2 separate regions of the Drosophila melanogaster genome follow, and region 1 is linked to region 2. The links are chromatin contacts, called in public Hi-C maps. All regions are on one chromosome and are shown on one strand. The core of a region is the stretch at or near the end of the contact, and the rest is flanking DNA. Distances in the headings are between cores, read along the strand shown.

Region 1 (4,589 bases), core at 1,642-4,141, 1.7 Mb before region 2:
GGATCACTGCACAGGATCTCTGCGTAATATCCTTTTCAGCCGAAATCCAAGTAGAACACAATTCAATTGAGTTTGGGCAAAGTGTAACGAAAAGGATCCGTTGCTATTGCGTCTTCCTCGTCCTTTATTTACCTAATCCTGAAAAATTACCAAATGTTATGTGGGTGGTTTTCGAGGACGATCCCCTTTGGATCAGCTTCTGCGGGGTTGGGAAAGGTGTGTGCTGGATCTTAGTAATGATGTGTAATAACGAAGGAAATAATGCGTTCTTTTCTAGGAAACTAATTGGACAATCTGTAAAAATTCCTTGTGGAATAATGGTTTATTTTCACTTTCGTTGCTTGCATTCATTTTTTTTTTAATGCAGTAAAGGGTATTCATTAGCTAGAGAATTACTATGATATCAAACTGAAAGGATTACATCTGCTTTAGATACATACGCTCCAGACAGGCGCATTCGTTTGTTCCTGGGTCACCTGCCGCACACCTCCACCGAATCCCCAATCGCCACCCCCTTCTGCACCACCACCACCCCCTGCTGTTTAGTAAGTTTAGTAATTGGCAAATTACCAGCAACAAATAAATAAAAGGGGACGAAAAGCAAAGAACAAGAAGCGAGGCGCGTCTGGAAATACTTCCGCATCGGGAGGCGACTTTGTCGGGTCTGCGACCAGACTTATTTATAGATCTGGGACTATACCATATAGTGCAGGGCATATATCAAATCGCTGGCTGTCTGGCGGACCTCTGCTACTATATGTACACATACATATGTATGTGACCATGTGTGCCGTGCTTACATATGTGCGGCCATATCTGTGTTTTGGTGTCTGATTCTAGAGCACAAGTGGATGCCACTTGGCTGCCGCTGCCTCCGCCTCTGGACATTGGCATTCTATTTTAATGAATTATCTGCACTTAGGCATCGAACTAAGAACTAACAACTAAGAACTAAGAGCTGCGACTATAGCGATCACCCGACAAGTCGGATGGATCTGAATGGAGTGGGAGGTGGCGCAGCAGAGGCGTACTGGTTGCATTGCAATGGCGAAATACAGATGTACAAACGCTGATTGGCTCAATTGGACGACTATTTGAACTCTGACCCCTGTGCGATCCTCATCGGCAGCTCTGCCCCTTCCGCCCCGTCCTCCTCCTCCGCCAGCCACCCTTTCACCCTGGAATTTCCCGATGGGCGACGCACCATGACCGAAGCTACTAATTTGGGCCAGTGATCGTCGCTGCGGCGATCACTTGGAAACGTCGTCATCGCCATCGCAGCTATCGACGGAAAAGATAGCACTTGAAAAAAATATCTCTATTATATTTCTTAATTAGAGTCACAATCTAAAAGTTCTTTAATGTTTCATATCACGAGGCTTACTCGCTAAACTATTTATAGCCATAAAAATACATGTTACTATTTATTACTTACCTAAATGCCCATTAATCTAGATTTTCTTTCAGTGCATACCCACGGAACTGAGCAGGGGCGTGCAGGGCGTGGGCGGGGTCGTCCGGCTGGTCGCCGTTTATGGGCATTTGACTTGAAATGTCAACGTAAACGTTGCTCGTTGCTCGGGGAGAAACTGGTTAGCCAACTGAGGCGACTGGAGACCCCAAAGCGGATGCAGTGCAACTGAGCGCATCTTCAGGCCCACCGACCGACCGACCAACCGACCGTCCAAGCAACCTGACGAGGAACCCCAGCCCCGCCCCCTTTCCAAAGAGATTTTCCGTCGCAGCCGAGCGGAAATGTTCCAACAATTTATAATTAAAGATTGCCAACTGGTTTCCATGAAGATCCAAGATTTATGGGATCGAAAACACCTATCAGCTAGCACCTCCAAACATTTTGTATTACAATAGAGCGCTTTTCCCAGGCGCGTGGCGCTTATTTCATTTTCGGCCAGGGGGTCGTATTCATAATTATTTCAAATGCTTGAGAGCATTATCGCACACTGATTAGAGTTCACGGAATTGTCTTATCTATGGTTTATGTGCAAAAAGCTCGCCAATAGTCACAATTGACAGCTAATGGGTATGGCATGCTCGATCATTTCAAGTTTCCAGTCACAATAGGTGTGTATGTTATCTAGTGAGAGAACGATCCCTTGGTATTTCGGCGCCCATGCTTCTGGTATCAGCATGAATCGTTTGTTTAAACTTTATCTTCTATTGATTAACAACTAAATCGAGCGCCCCACGCGAATTCGACGCCGCCCACAGACAGCGGTTGCCTATTGAGTTGTTTCGTAGTAAACTTTGGTGGGTTTTAAATTATTTAAATTATTACCTCTGCGAGCTGTTGCTTCTTTCGTTGCCAAGGAAGTGGATGGTGGATCTGTAAATGTTTACGCGCCTAATGATTTGTTTGTGGTCTTTGCACACACTCCTACTTCTCAGAGTATAATAACATAATCGAGATTATTATGGCAATTGTGGGGAATCTGGGAATTTTAAAAAATTACGAACATAAAATACGTATGTTAATTGAGATTATTGTGAAATTATTCCGGAATTGGAATTGGAATTTTGTGGCGCATGCAAGTCTCTCAAGCTCTGATATAAGATTGTTTATAAATATTGAAATATAATGAGCAGCTCAGGGGTGTCTTTCAATCGTTAAAACTTTAACTCATATAAGACTGGCGCATCAAAGCTTCACTGTACCTCAAAATATAGGTCCGATTTAAGATATAAATCTTGGACGCTAAAACGGATACGGATCAAAGCGCGACTTCCTTAAAAAATTATCTTATTTTCGTATTCTTCACCAGTTCTTTTTGAATTGTTTTTGCTGTATGTCGCTCTCTTTGCTTCTCTTTCTCTTTCGATTCTCTCTCCGCATGCGCCGACTTGTTCATGTTCGCCGCCTGTTCGAATCGAATCGGCAGTCAAAAAGAAACTGCCGTGCTGGGCGGACGTGTAGAAGAGTCGCTCCTGAAAGCAACTAGACATTCTGCTGTAAATGGCAAACTAATATGTTTTAAATTGATTAATTCACAATTAATAGAATTTAATTCGTGCGCGGCGTTGAGGAAATAAACGGTTCTTCTTAACTCGGTGTGTGTTTACATTGCCCGGTGTGTGTGTGCGCGAAACGGAAATAAAAAATAAACAAGAGCGACAGCAACAACGCCAACAACAACAGCAACATCAGCGAGAGCAAAGCAACGCAACAAGAAGTGCAAGCAAAAGTGAAAAGGAAGACGAAAGAGGAAATGCCAAAGTACAACAACAAATACACGAACAAAACGCCAGAGTGCAAGTGCATCGCGTGAGTGTCTTACAGTGTGCGTGTGCGTTTGTGTGCCCGCGTCTGCCTGTGTGTGCGTGCTGCTGAGGCGGCGGCGGAAGTAAAAACGCTTGACTTCGCCTTCTTCTTATTCATTTGCTCCGCTTTACGGCTGGCATTTGTCGCAGAACGAAGCGAAAACAAAAACAAAAACAGAGAGCCTGGATTAGCCCCAAAAGCACACAACCACCGCCCACGCGGCGCCCCTCACCAAAAGGAAACAGCAACACAAACAACAATGGCAACTTGGCGCGACGCCCTCTTCGTCATCAGCAGATAACAACAAGAACAACATCGAATTAACAGAAACAAAACCAAAAACAAAAATAAAACAAGAAAGCGAAGCAAAAGCTAAAGCATTCTGGGATCTGGACATATCCGCTTCCGCGTTGCTTCTGTCGCTAAAAAGCTCAAGAATCGAATCCGAAGCCCAACGCAAACAGACAAATTCACTCACTCACCTTACAGTACGTAACCACAGTGCACAGTGGAGCAAACAGGTGAGAATTTTGATAATTTGTATACTTTTTGTTGTGAACTGTTAAATTAACCATTGTCAAAATAGTAGCAGAAAAGAGTGTCAAAAATAAAAACATTTTTTCTCAATATGTAAGCACAATGGTTTTTATATCTGGAGTTCTTTTATATTCGTAATCGTGCAAGAATCGGTGTTTACAGACATTACCCCTGTATCACTCCATTGCCGTCGTTGCTTTTTTTTACGAATTGGTTAAAACACCATCTTTTGGTACATGTATTTCCCATAACTACGTCACAATGGTCATGGAAACAGAAAAGTGTCTTGTCTGAGCAGCTGATAAATAATTGCTCCACCTTAATCTGGCTTTGGTTATCTGCTGCATATGACTTCCCCACTTCGCTCCACCCGACGTCTTACAATGTCTGAGTTTTGGTCTCTGGTTGAGGTCAACAATTTGTCGGATCTACACGTGTAAACAGATAACTTGGGCTATATTTGGTTCGCAGTACACTCATATGAGATGGATGAAGACTCGGCAACAACGGTTTATCTAAGGTTTAGTTGATTTATTTGCCTGTTCAGAGGATCTGATTGTGGCGTTTTCATTTGGGGCTTGTTTAAATAATAAGAGTTACAATTTTATGGGGATCTTGGGAGTGGTTTTATAGTTTAATTATTGTTTTGTTATCTGATTGTTGCGCATAATTTGTTGTATGTTCTTCTTGTTTCCAAATATGATTAGATATTTCTTACAGTCTAGTTGGATTGTGATTAATTATTACCTGTGGTTGGTTGAGAACCATATGCAAA
Region 2 (4,427 bases), core at 1,567-4,066:
GACGACACAAAGGCGCTTATCTATGTGCGACTGCACTTCCTCAGGTCTCGAAACTCCTAAAAGGCGTGAGATAGGAATCGAGAGCAGGTGAAACTTGCTTCAATTTCAAATACCCTGCCTTGCAAGAAATAATATAATGAATCTTTGGAAAGCCATTCTTTTTTTTTTTTTATTTATTTATCATTTATGATGATGTGATAGATATCTTAGAAAACTGTTTTTTTTTTTTTTGACTATACCAACAGCACAACGACTTACGCCCATTTAGAGGGTATTTCGAAAACGAACCCGAGGGCGTTGTCATCACGATTCCTACACTTCGAGCTAGAGACTATGCGCTTCGATACAACTGGCAGTTATTGAAGCTTATGTAAAGGCAACAATAACAACCTTTGGAGAACCTCCAACAAAAGCTACGCAAGTTAATGTTATTTGCTGTTGTTGTTGTTGTTGTGGCTGGCACTGCTGCTGCAATTGTGATAAAACTTTATCGAGTTGCGCTTTGAGTTTTTTCTCGCCTTCAAACACCAACTCCCAACGCCCACTGAGCCATAGAAAACAACGGGACCGAAGTGAGGCAAGTGTGCAAGAGATAAATATGCAAAGCAGAAATGTTAGGGGTGCCAGAGGATGGGGGGGTTGGGGGGTGGATAGCTACCCAGGGATAACCCACAGATAGTGCAGGTGCAACAACAACAACAACAAAAACTATACAGACATCAACAACAGCTGCACTGATAAAAAATACCCTAAATTATCGCAACGCAAATGGTAAAGTTTCTCGTTATCCGTAGCTTAGTACCCTTTAAATAGCTAAAAGTGGTGGTCTTAATGGGTCTTGAAAACTATTAAAATATACAAACAGAATTTAAATAGAACTTTATAAATAGTTTTCAGTTTTCTGCTTAATAGTTCTTGTTAACTATTCCAGCGTATATTGTTTTAAAACTTTTCTTAAAAAGTAATACATTTTCTTATCCACTTATTTGTGAGCTATAAATAAGCCTGATGCTTTCGGAAGGTTATGTGGAATATAATTTCTATTGAAATTAAAGACAGTTCTAGAACTATAAATGACTCAATATACAGCTTGAATTATTGCCAACTAACTTGTATCCATAAGCGCTTATCGAATCAAACGTTCTTCAATAGTTTCTTGATCTATATACAGAGTGTATGGCCCGTCTCGAGATATAGATGGCGTCTTACTGTGCAAGTCCCACTTGCATGAGTCGCGTTGATATCACTCGTTGGGTATTTGTTGGATGTGGGATCGGACGGAATGGAAATGGGTTCTGGGGGCTACGTTCAGATGGGTGTTGGGTGGGGCAGAGTCAGCCAGTCGGGAAACGTGCTTCGAGCAGAAGCAGCAAAAGCGATAAGAAGGCCAAAATGGCAAAATGGATAAGCAACTAACCGTGCGGACTTCGGGGGGCGGAAACTGAGGTGAGTTCAGGTGGTCGGGGTGTCCAGTGTCGCAGGTCCGGCACGTTTTATCGATTTCGATTCCGAAATGCATTCATTGGGTGTCAAATGGTTCGGGCCATAAATATATCAAATGGCAAACAGCGAAATGTAATTAGTTGACACTCTCCGCGCTTCGTAACACTCTCTCTTCTCTCCTCTCTCTTCGCGCTTCCCCCACAATGCTTATGAGGTGTGTCAGCTGCACGTACAACAGGTATCGACATCGATAACGAGACGACAAAGAAATTTTATTTAAATGAGCAAGAAAAGTTGGCTACTTTTTGAGCACCCTTTCATTTTATAAGATCCGTGCCGTTGGAGTACGTCTTTGAAAATATACAGAATGCTGCAAAACCCCACTTCTATCTCTTTTCCTGGTGACAACGATCGCTTTGGACGATCGTTGAACGTTATCAATGCTTAAATAAATCATTTTAATATCGGGTTTCATGCAGTCACAAAATCTTGGATTTATCGTTCGTCACTCGTTTCGTTTTGAATTTTTGTTGGCTGCTTTGTCTTGGCATAGTTAATCAATTTCTTGGATTTCTGTGTTTGCTGTGTGTTCGTCCGCATGTTTTGCTGTCAAAAAACGAGAGCTGCTGAGCAAGCCAGCGAAATTGAATGGGTCAGCTTGCGGTCAGATGGGAAAAGCGATCGTGATTAGTGGAGAGTTACGAGATAGCTTTGTAATGACAAAGTGTAATTTACAAAAGTGCATTTGTTCGTTGAGGCAAAATAATGGTTGCAGATAACTGCACAGGTGCTATAAAAAGAAGGTCGTCGACTAAACCCCGACTTGATAAAACTAAACTTGTAGCTCACCTTTATTCAACGGCTTCGGGTTGGACTGTTTGCGTCGTGACATTTCGAGTCCAGCTGCTGGACCGGAGGTATATCTTCAGCTACGTCGGCATCAAGTCTGCGGAAGATCCAGATTCGCGTTCCTTTTCGCGGACATTTACCGGCGGATGCTATATCGCACTCACACACAGGCACTCACTCTCACACACACGGCGAGTATCAATTATGGGCAATCAATGCGATTACTTGTATTATTTGTATTATTGGCGGCGATTAACAAGCCTTAATGAATTTCTAACGATCGGCGCGACGAAAAACGCGCGCGTTTTATGAACGAAATGGAAGTGGAATATTCCGATTGGAATGCAGCGGGCAGTAATCTCCTGCTCGATCTCGAGTCCCATCAATATCTGATCAGTGTTTTGCTCTTGATATTGCAATTAATATGCAGTCGCGTATTTCTTTACCAAAAGCCTCTCGAAGGGGGCGTGGCATGCGAGGGCGTTCTTAAAGACGTCCGTTCGAAGCAAGCGCTCGCTCACGAATGAAACGCAAAGCGAATCCGAAACCGACACGAAAGCTCTCCAGTTGGCCAAAGAGAGAGAGAGAAGGAGAGAGAGAGGGAGAGAGATAGGGAGAGAGAGAGAGAGGGAGAGAGCGCGCAATCTTATTAGAGCGCGCGCATTTCTTTCCATTTTGTTTTGTACTCGGTTTTTCATCGCTCCGCATGCTTTCGCGTCTGCTTCGCAGTCTGATAAGAATCAAAACAAAAACGCCGAAACATTTACGCACGTTTTCACACTTTTCTCACCATCCTTCCTTCTCTTTCCATTTAACGCATTTGCATCGGTATTTACCAAATTCTTGTTGGAAATTCTTGCTCATTGAAGTTCTCTTCTCCTATATTCTGCCATCTACTAATTGTTGCTACCCACAAGCTGAAAACTACTCGTTCACTTTGGTTTAAGCACTAGATTTTTTTATTTTCTTCCCACTTTCTTTTTTTGTACACTTTTTGACTACAGCAGCTGGCAATAGGCTTTAGTGTTAAAAACCCACAACGCAATTATGAGAAAAATGAAAAGATTCCACTTTGGGCCACTAGTTGGCGCTTTCACACCGCTTGCAAGGCATACTTTTAGGCTTTCCGCATAGATGGCGCCCCAGAAAGGCGCCAATTCAAAAACCTGGTAAATAGTGTTCTTATTTTAACCAAGAGTCACGATAGTTCTTGTCAAAAATAAATGTAAGCAATTACGACATCGTCCACAGAATTCTATTTCCTGTGTGAAGAACCATGGTCAGCATTTTATTTAGCTGCACTTCCGTTTCTTTTTTGCATAATTTCTTCATTTTGTTTCCCTCTGTTCGCTCACCTTTTTGTCTTGTAATTTGCACCTATTGCATGATTTTAATGGAAATTCCTCCTGCTTTGCATTGGACACTCATAGATTTTAAAAATTCGGACAGCAGCGGAAATGAAAAGCTTCCTGCGGGACAATTCCGCAGTTGAAAGGGGTGGGGGCGTTGGTCTAAGGGCAGGGCATGCAAATGGGGATGCATGGCAATAAATATCATAAACCAGTTAGCGACCCGTAATCCGCGCTAACATATGGCCGAGTCGATTAGCCACGGGAACTCCACGAGGTTTCCACCTTCCCCGCCCTCTACCTTGGGTCATTTGCGGTCTCCTTTCGCTCCGTTTCTTACCCATTTTTTCATCGCCGCCCTTCGCTAATCGCTAATGAAGTATACGCACCGTTGACCTTCGGAACGTTCATTACACTTTGTCGTTGGCTTTTTAGGCTATCCCTGATCGCTTTTGGTCTGTTCTCAATGCAATTCGGCAGTCACCCAAAAAACCTATAAATAAATGGAAGCAACAAAAGTAAGTGCAAGTATGCGTTTGCAACATCAATAATGATCGAGGTTGATAGTACTCCGTTGATATACTAAGCTCAAGGATATGACAGTGGATTCCAGAGCTCAATTTTCATATGTAAGCACATTCGAATTCTTAAAAATGTGCCAGAAATATCGAATGTGTCCGTATGCGTCTTCATACCAAATGAATATGTTGCGAAATACTTTCTAAATTCGGCGCTATTCAAAATAATAGCCTTCATTTCAATTGAAAACGAAGATCTTGTTAGAGG

Evidence for each region. A called contact is a pair of places that touch in the nucleus more often than the background predicts.
Region 1: a Hi-C map of the Kc167 cell line shows a contact between it and region 2, with 4 times the contacts expected there. The contact joins the promoter of aop here to the promoter of lncRNA:CR46258 in region 2. A contact is called at or near these places in 4 of 107 Hi-C or Micro-C datasets (the Kc167 cell line, the S2 cell line, embryo and 1 more).

What each region holds. Positions count from the first base shown.
Region 1 is chr2L:2,177,056-2,181,644 of dm6, reverse strand. It overlaps aop (anterior open), which reads left to right and starts at 2,891. Exons shown (of 4, transcript NM_078731.3): 1 at 2,891-3,798.
Region 2 is chr2L:489,224-493,650 of dm6, reverse strand. It overlaps lncRNA:CR46258 (long non-coding RNA:CR46258), which reads right to left and starts at 2,816. Exons shown (of 1, transcript NR_133060.1): 1 at 1,002-2,816. ush (u-shaped) reads right to left here. Exons shown (of 9, transcript NM_001272902.1): 2 at 2,293-4,134. The coding sequence starts at 2,335.